Linked DNA regions of Zea mays: region 1 is linked to region 2. Evidence: chromatin contacts called from public Hi-C data. All regions are on one chromosome and are shown on one strand. The core of a region is the stretch at or near the end of the contact, and the rest is flanking DNA. Distances in the headings are between cores, read along the strand shown. Region 1 holds the start of LOC100274350 (CDT1a protein). Region 2 holds the start of LOC100282370.

Region 1 (4,787 bases), core at 959-3,458, 170 kb before region 2:
GCTTTCGAAAAGATTGTGGGAAGTGGGAAGCATTTGAGAATCCATCCTTAGTGGTGCCTTGCAGATGTGGCTCAGCAGCATGTCCATTATGTGATGCCTCAAGATTTAACTGGCCCCTTGACCTCAAGTTAAAGGGTTCTGGTAAGATTGCCTCTGGAATGTCTGTACCCTGCATAAATAGCAATTGTGACTAGAATACTGAGTGAATAAACAGTGAAGAACTACTAATGAACAACTACCCAATAAAGACCAATTAAATTTAGTACCTTATGATGAGCATCCAAAAATGTCAAAAGCTTCGAGTAAAAAGCATCGCAAATTGTCATGGATGGAGAGTGATCAGTACTTGTGTATTCCACAACATCCATTACAAGTATGATTTCCATATCAGCATACATGCATAGGCTTTTCTCGTCATGTAGAAGTACCCTCTTAATCTGGATTGCTTCTGGAAACAAATACTTCATTTGGGCCAAATGACAGTACGATAACTTCCTGCAATGCAGAAATATTATCACCCAACTGTAACAAACAGATAAAAAATATTCCACAGAGAAACTTTTGTCAAACACAGATATTTCTCCCGTAGTTATTACCTTTTTGCGAGTATTTCCACCTGGGTGGCAATATTATTAAATGTAGCCATCCTCTTCCGTAAGCGTAGCAACCTTATAGAACTCTCCATTCTATTAAAAAGATTCAGTAAATCCTTGTGCCTGACATTGTGAACAGGAAAGACAAGGTGAATAATCATGGTTAGGAAGCACACATATACATGAGATATTGAGATGAAAATAAAAATGGATCACTTCTCCAGAAGTTCAATGCTTCTTGATCTCTGAGATCGGCTCATGCCTGGCGAAATACTGTCATTATAGTCTTCATCATCTATGTCACCCTCATCTTCCAGGAACTGATTTGCAAATCTATCTTTGTACCTCTCTGCAAGTAAATTCCTTGCCAACGAACTCACAACAACCCCTTTGCTTCTAGATTCAAGCTTCTCTGGAGTGGGTGATTCAATTTTGCTTCCAGCATCTTCTGTGTCAACTTTCAACTTGTGCATAGTTGCAGGACTACTCGAACCATCATCATTAGACACTTGCGGTAATCCTTTCTCAAGGGCAAGCTGAGTAGCATCCCCCTCACTCATTTTTAGGTCACTGCACTACAATAATGGGATCATAAGTAATATACTCTAAACAAAATCAAACAATATTCATAGAAGTACATGGGTGAACTGCAGACAGTAGCACGGTACAACGTTATCAAAGAGTAGCAAACATCGACTTCTATGGTCATACTCGTCTGGTCAGACCTCTATTCCCTAGTAACACCACCAAGGCACTTCACAACCATCTAATCACAATCACTCCAGTATAAACTATTTACCAAAAAAATCACAAATTCTCTACTCGTAAAAATATACATGAATTAGGATCAATCCGTGCAAAATAAAAAACCAGGGGGTATACATCCACCAGAATTTTGTGGCAAGAATGTGAGGTGTCTAAAACTCTATGAAGGGAGCCTCAATAAAATAAAACGGTGAACCGAGATGCCTACAATCTAATATGGAGTTCGCTAAAAGAATGTGAAATTCTAGCTATCACTCCGTAAAAGTTAATACAGAAATCGGGTGGAGACATCTAGCGCAGTAACTAAAAAAATTGAGTGAACTGCTCACAAATTACGCCGAACCCTAGACATTAACCCACCACATAGCACAACACAAGTACACAACAGCTGACAAAACAAACCACCGCAACTCAAACCAACGCCTTGTGAATGCGGAGGCGAAACGAACACTCCGCCGGAGAGCGCGCGGGAGAGTGGCACAAGGAAAGCACCGTAAAATTCCTAAAGCACAAGCAAACAGAAGACCAGATCCTGAAAGTTTACCTACAGCTACAGCTCGTAGTGCGCTCGGTGTCTCAGATCCGGAGGACGTCCGAGAATCGGCGCTTCTGACGCAGGATTTTGCGGCGGGAGTCGGCGGTCGGCGGGCGGCGGAGGGAGTACGCCGTTGCGGAAGGGAGCGGGAGAAGCGAAACGGAGGAACGCTGCACTTTTCAAAAAAAAATGCGGGGCAAAGCTGCACAACTCGAGCCGTTCATTACTTCAAGCTTTCAGCCCACTTGTTCTATTGCTCCATCAAAGCCAACCCGTTCGGAAACCTATGACCTAGATGTTTTCCCTGCCCTCTCCAACAAACATTTCCTGTTCATACAGACTAGGGAGTAGGGATCATATACTCATGCCAGATTAGGAACTGTAGAATTGCATTTTCGGTGTGTTTGGTGCTCACATTGACGACTAAAACGGGTTCGTATATACGTAGTACGGTACTCTCTTCTTTAATTGTCCTAGTTTAATTTAAAAATAAATTAGGGGACGATAAATATTCGAGAACAGAGGTAGTAGTATGGTGCACGTATGTTACAACAGAACATAAATTATTCGTTAAGATATTAGTACACAACGATTGCAGGAAAATGAACAAGTCATTTATAATCAATATTGTAGTTCTAGACAATGTTTGAGAGAGCTCATGCTAACAATACGTTGGTCAGCCTCTGTAGAGCCTTGCAAAGTTAGTCGACGGAGTTGGACACCTTTCAGAGCATCACCCGAGATGCCCACAGGCAAGTCGGAAATGCACTGCTTGTCCGGGGTTGACCACGGGCGAGCCGTGACTGCGTATCTCGCCCGAGGATGGCCTCGAGCGAGTCGTGACTGGATCTCCCGCCCGGGGTTAGCCTCGGACGATTCATGACTGCGTCTCCCGCTCGGGGTTGGCCTCGGACGAGTCCAAAAATGTGATGGTTGTTCGGGGTGGGCCTCGGACGAGCTGTGATTGCATCTCCCACTCAGGGTTGGCCTCAGGCGAGCCGTGACTGCGTCTCCCGCCTAGGTTTGGCCTCAGGGGAGTCGTGACTGCGTCTCCCGTTCGGGGGTGGCCTCAGGCGAGTCAGAAATGTGCTGCTTGTCTGGGGTTGGCCTCGAGCGAGCTGTGACTGCGTCTCCCACCCGGGGTTGGCCTCGGGCGAGTCGTGACTGGATCTCCCGCACGAGATTGGCCTCGAGCGAGTCGTGGCTGCGTCTCCCGCCCAGTGTTGGCCTCGGGAGTTAGGCACCATGGAGAGTTGGTCGACGGAGTTAGGCACCTTCCGAAGCATCACCCGAGATGCCCTCGAGCGAGTCGGAAATGCGCTGCTTGTCCAGTTTTTGGCCTCAGGCGAGCCATGACTGTGTTCCCGCCTGAGGTTGGCCTCGGGCGAGTCAGAAATGTGATGCTTGTCCGGGGTTGGCCTCGGGCGAGCCATCGTTGCGCTCCCACCAGAGGTTGGCCTTAGGCGAGTCGGGACTACGTATCCCGCCCGGGATTGGCCTTGGGTGAATCGTGAGTGGATCTCCCGCCCGAGATTGGCCTCGAGCGAGTCGTGACTGCGTCTCCTGCCTGGTGTTGGCCTTGGGTGAGTCATGACTGCGTCTCCCACCTGGGGTGGCCATGGGCAAGTTCATCGGTGGAGAATTGGTCAGCAGGTCCGCCTTTGGACCTTGGTCGGCGGAGAGTTGGTCAGTCGGTCCTCCTTCAAGAGTTGGTCGGTGGAGTTGGTCGGCAGAGTTTGGCACCTTCCGGAGCATTGCCTAAGATGCCCTCGGGAGAGTCGGAAATGCTCTTCTTGTCCAGTTTTGTCCTTGAGCGAGCCATGATTGTGTCTCCCGCCCGAGGTTGGCCTCGGGCGGGTCGTGAGTGTGTCTCCCACCCAGGGTTAGCCTCGGGTGAGTCGTGAATGCGTCTCCTGCCCGAGGTTGGCCTCGGGCGAGTCATGACTGGGTCTCCTGCACGGGGTTGGCCTCGAGCGAGTCGTGACTAAACCTCGGGCGCGTCATGATTGTGTCTCCCGCCCGGGGTTAGCCTCGGCCAAGTCGTGATTGCATCTCCCCCCGAGGGGGGTGGCCTCGAGCGAGCCAAAAATGTGATGGTTGTATAGGTTGGCCTCGAGCGAGCCGTTACTGCGTCTCCCGTCGTGGTTGGCCTCGGGCGAGTCATGAGTGCATCTCCCATCCGGGGATTGCCTTGGGCGAGCCGTGAGTGCGTCTCCTACCCGGCGTTGGCCTCGGGCGAGTCGTGACTGTGTCTCCCATCCGGGGGTGGCCTCGGGCGAGTCAGAAATGTGCTCTCTGAGAACACCTAGAGGGGGGTGAATAGGTGATCCTGTAAAAACTTAAAACTTAAAGCCACAAAACTTGATTAAGTGTTAGCACAAAGAAATCAAGTGGCTAAGGACCGAGCTCTTGTGAAACACAATAGTCACAGGAGAACAAGCACAAGAGACACGATGGTTTATCCCGTGGTTCGGCCAAGTACAACACTTGCCTACTCCACGTTGTGGCGTCCCAATGGACGAGGGTTGCACTCAACCCCTTTCAAGTGATCCAAAGATACACTTGAATACCACGGTGTTTTCCTTTCTTTCACTATATCCCGTTTGCGAGGAATCTCCACAACTTGGAGCCTCTCGCCCTTACAAATGATGATCTCAAAGAAGCACGGATGTAAGGGAGGGAAAAGCAACACACACAAGTCTCAAAACCAACAGTACAAACACGCACACTAGTCGCAACTTGAGCTCTAAGTTCACACACGGAGTTCTCAACTCAAGAGGAGCTCAAATTGCTATCACAAAGAATCAAATGCGCTAGAATGAAGTCTTGGTGCTTAGAGATGATCAGAGAATGCTTGGTGTACTCTTCCATGCGCCTAGGGGTCCCTTTTATAG
Region 2 (4,786 bases), core at 276-2,775:
TTCTTATCCTCTTTGCAGCTAATTTTGCCCTTTTCTTTGATTGCATTTCCTGCTGCAACAGTGACATGTATGTAACAGTAAGTTAGAACCCGATTCAGGCAAGGTGATGACTAAAAGTAGACAGTTTAAGGTATATGAACGCTTAATAAACAAAGAAACAGTACTGTCTATTATATTTACTAAATCATGCAAATATTGGACAAGGCAATGCAAGGAGGGTGTAGGTGTCTGTAAAAAAAGTAGCCGTTGTAAGTTACACAATAGAATTCAGTAAGTCAAATAATCAAAGAAGCCAGCAGTATGGTAGACTACCACAAAAACCAAGTCAAGATTAACAAGAAAAGTGGAACAACATCTGTAGTTCTGTACTGCAGTAAAAAACAAATGTATCATCTGTACTGCAGTAAAAAAAACAAATGTATCGAAACAATCACGTCATTAGCTCACCTTGGGCTTTTGAGGATGTGTTTCAATGTCATCCTCAACCTTAGGTTGTGGTTTTGGTTCTTTAGAACCTATACCACGCTTGTTATTCTTAACACGAGTCTCTACAGGTTCCAACCTTCCCTGTTCCACAAACAATTGAGGCTAGTGAGTAAGCAATAACTTACAGAAGAACAGTGCAGATCTAAACTGTGCACTGGCTTGATCAAGTGCCACATAACCATAAATTTCTTATCTTAACTAAGATCGCCAAACAGCAACTCTTGATCAAACCCATCGATGAGAAAGATAACTGAATCAGCGTAAACTACACTACTACTAAGCTAACACAGGATAACAGGACCATTCTAAACATTTGGAGTATAATCTATGGAGAAGAACAAATAAATTAGTAAATTACAAAAATCCATGTGATCAGCGAGCACAAATAACAGTTATTTCTCCATGCCATTTGCCCTCTGAACTGGTCTGTCAAAAGCCCATAAAATTCAGACAGCCTATTTCGCGATTAGTGTGCAGGAACGCAATAACGCTGAAACCGCACGGAGTGACAGCAAATACCACTAGAATCCGTCGACGTTAAATTTTGGGGAAAATGGAAATATGGAACTGTGACGCGGACTAGGCAAGGATCCAGACACAGACCTGCTCCTGCGCTCCAAGGCCAGTGCCCTCCTTCCAACCAGACTTCTTCAGCAGCTGAAACAGGTTCAAGAAACGAATCAAACCCTAAGCAGCAGGGTGCCCAATCAGGAAACTACCAGCCGTCATGCGGGACATGGGGCGACGCAAGTACCTGGAATCCGATGTTGGAGGACCCGATTGACGCCATCGCCTCTTCTCTTCTCTTCCCCTACCCTCCAGGCTCCGGCGCCCGGGCCGCCGCGCTCCTCTCCGTCTCTGTTCTCCTTTGGTCTCAGCCTCACGCCGTCAGACGTCTCGTTGTCCTGTGCGATCCCACCGCGACGTGCCTGTTTGGTTGAGGTCGGTTTCATCGTCCCGGGTCGGGCTCGGTGCCGTGCCGTGCCGTGCGCTGCTCGGCCTGCTCCGACTCGTGCGCTAGATAGGCCAAACGATGGCTGATAGGCCCGTGTCATGTTTAAAGTTTTAATGCTGTGCGAAGGTTAAATGAAGTTTCCAGATTGCTATAAAAAACATATGACTGTTGTAGGATGTTGGAGCTCATAGATAGTAATAATGATCAAGTCATAGAGACTTAAAGTTTTGGAGTCTAACATCAACCTCAAACTGGCCAAAAAGGGCAAACAATGAAAAAGACAATGTGTCATTCTGGGCTCCATTTGAGGAGAAACAGAAAAGCTAGAGAAAGATTAAGAAAGAGGTAAGCTCCTGAGACTTAGTCAATTGGATTACTCTCTAACTATGTGTGTCTAAGTCATAGGAAAGTCCTACCATGAGTTGAGATCTATTGGAGAAGAATTGGAGAAAAGAGCCTCACTGCGGCATGTCTGAACGCACCGGACCGTGAACAGTAGTAATCTGGTGGCTCATCGGACCGACTGTGTAGTGGGCCCAACTAGCGGCTAGGTGCACCGGACCATGAATAATGTTGGTCTGGTGGTACATTGCACCGCTTCTAACGGCTCTCTTCAACGGGCGCTGGAACCAACGTCTAGTTGACGTCACCGGAATGGTCCGGTGCCCATCAGATCAGATCCCGGACTAGGGGCACGTGGACCAGGTCCGATACCCCCGCGAACAGTGCAGTTTTCAGGATTTTCTACAAGGAAGGGGGCAAGGGGCAACAGCTATGGCTCATTTGGAGCTATAAAAAGACCCCTTAGGCACCCATATTGAGATGTCCAAGCCACCCAAGTGCAACATACAAGTGTAGACATATTGCAAATCAATTATGTCTCCATCTCTTGTGTATTTCTCTCTAGCTTGTGTGTTGGCGCAGTTATAAGCTAAGAAAGAGTAGAGTAGTGCTACTGCAGTTAGAGCAAGATCTTGAGCATACTGTTACTCAATCGGAGAGTTGCCGACGTCTGTGACAGCCTCGTCTCTGTGTAACTCGACATTGACATAGTAGAAGGCTTTGTCTGTCACCTTGACATATCTGAGTAACCGAAGGATGGAGTGACATACTCCAAGGCAAGATTTGGCTAACTCCAACGTGGATGTAGGCAAGCATTTTAGGCTTGGTCGAACCACGAGATAAATCCTTGTATCTAATGTGTGCTCTGTGTTGTGTTATTCTCTGTCTCTCTACTTTGATTGCTTTACTATTTACGCTTCACTACTTATCTGTGGTATAAATTGTTCTTGAAGTGCAGGTTACTTCGAGACAGGGACCTCGATTCCGCGGTGACCTACTCGATGTGGTCTTCCTTCCGCTGCGATCAGTTTTCGAGTAGCATAAGAGTTCCAAGATTTTGGTGATATTTTTTATTCGCCTATTCACCCACCTTTAGACGACATCTAGATCCGGTTCCCAGACATAGGGAACTTTTAGCATCCTTGTTTCATGTGTCAACTCTAATAAGGGCTATGCTACGTGGTTGAGTTTTTGTACTATTAATTTTGCTGGTTTATGATGAGTAGTATTTTTGGTGCTTGAAGTTTTGGTTAATATCATGAACTCCTAAATTGGCTATTTTTAAAGCTATACAATATACATCTCAAATTCAGGTCCTGTTAGCCAAAATTCGTTGCTCTTAGAAAATATGGGGATGGTTAATATCTGTATTTCAGTGGTGTTCTCCCTTGTTGTATCATACACTGTTGTCTAGCCTTAATTCTAACTAAGTGATGTTTTATAGGTTCTTGACATGGGTGTGGTCTCCACTAAAGAGGCCTTCAAGTGCCTGATAAATCGAGGATTGATACTAGGAGAAGTAGAAGCCACAAGTTTCTACCAGATTTGTAAATGTTCATGAATGATTTTATTGTTGCTAATGAATGTTGTAATATATTTGAGTATACTGCGTATAGAGACAATGAAGGTAAGATGGGTTTCTGCAGCCTCAGCTAAAATACCAAGAAAAAGTAGTTGCAGACAAGGTCTACGTCTGGCACTTGTGTTCAGTACCAATTCGTGCAATAAAAGTTTGTAGTTTGATTCTTTTCTACTTTTTCTTTGCAATGTTACAAAAGTTGAAGATCATTATGTTCTGAAGGATGATCCAAACAGTTGACTGAATGATCGTGCCTACCAGATGAGTAAAAGTCAAGGGAATGGCATCGAACCTGATGATGTTGTTTCAGAATATGGCGTTGATTCTCTTCGCTTGTACGAATTGTGTAGTGGTTGTTTCTATTTGTGCTATGAAAATGCTATATGGTTATTGTTTAATTTCAGTGTACAAACTTGGTGTTCTGGAACCATATAAACATTAAAATGTTTAGCCGCATGTTTATTCACATGATTTTCTACGTCCTTGAATCTGGAAATTTGAGGCTCTATATAGTACTATAGAAAGTCATATATTGGAGCATAGAAATTTCCAGAACAAATTTCCTATAGAGCCTCAAATTTCCTATGGAAACAACAAGTTTGTATGGTTCAAATTTTCTATAATACTATATAGAGTATTATGGAAACAACAAGGCTCTATACAGTGTTGTATTTTTGTTAATAATATTATTTATTTGACCTTGAAAATAATTAAAATTTAAAATTTTCCATTACTTGGAGCAAAAAGTAGTTCTTGCGGTTGAATGAAAAGAAAAGGCGAGAAGGATTGAGAGATGATAGTTATGATAGTTAAAATAAAAATTGTATTATATATTTGTAGGATATAGTAATATAGAGAATATTGTTGTTGTGGTAAGATAGTGTTATATAAAGAGAAAATTTAGAAAAAATGGTTGCAGAGTCTTATACTATCTTCAGTAGGACAGTGTAAATGATCGTGTAAAGTACTATTTTATAATATAAATTATATTGTTTATAAAATAAAGTTTAAAATAAAGGGTGACAGAAGAATTATGTTGAAAATAGCCTTAGCCTATCTTGATTGACCTCGGCGCCCGTGTCATCATACTCGTGCGCCGTCCTGGCCTCCTGGGTCTGGAGTCGGTATCTCCCAGTCTCAATCACGACCGTTCTTTTCTGATCGGACGTCGCATACCCGCACAGGAGAGAGAGTCCGGCCTCTATAAATCCACCGCACGGCTGTTGGCTACAGATCAAAATAGAGTTCACACGCACAACCCGCCGCCGCACGCCGGGATCTCGATAGACTCTGGCTGCCGCGGAAAGCGGAAAGAAGGCAGGGATCGTGGCCAAGATGCAGATCTTCGTGAAGACGCTGTCGTCGACAAGGACGATCACGCTGGAGGTTGAGCCTTCGGACACGGTGGCGGACGTGAAGGCCAA

Evidence for each region. A called contact is a pair of places that touch in the nucleus more often than the background predicts.
Region 1: a Hi-C map of tassel shows a contact between it and region 2, with 4 times the contacts expected there. The contact joins the promoter of LOC100274350 here to the promoter of LOC100282370 in region 2. A contact is called at or near these places in 13 of 25 Hi-C or Micro-C datasets (bundle sheath, ear, endosperm and 6 more) and 2 of 3 datasets of contacts at active chromatin or transcription factors (leaf and seedling).

The regions. Positions count from the first base shown.
Region 1 is chr1:234,238,750-234,243,536 of Zm-B73-REFERENCE-NAM-5.0, reverse strand. It overlaps LOC100274350 (CDT1a protein), which reads right to left and starts at 2,208. Exons shown (of 8, transcript NM_001148710.1): 1 at 1,903-2,208; 2 at 810-1,163; 3 at 597-716; 4 at 267-495; 5 at 1-169. The coding sequence starts at 1,153.
Region 2 is chr1:234,071,583-234,076,368 of Zm-B73-REFERENCE-NAM-5.0, reverse strand. It overlaps LOC100282370, which reads right to left and starts at 1,525. Exons shown (of 4, transcript NM_001412106.1): 1 at 1,241-1,525; 2 at 1,090-1,143; 3 at 448-567; 4 at 1-49. The coding sequence starts at 1,276. It overlaps LOC100282479 (Ubiquitin-40S ribosomal protein S27a-like), which reads left to right and starts at 4,596. Exons shown (of 1, transcript NM_001155388.1): 1 at 4,596-4,786. The coding sequence starts at 4,698.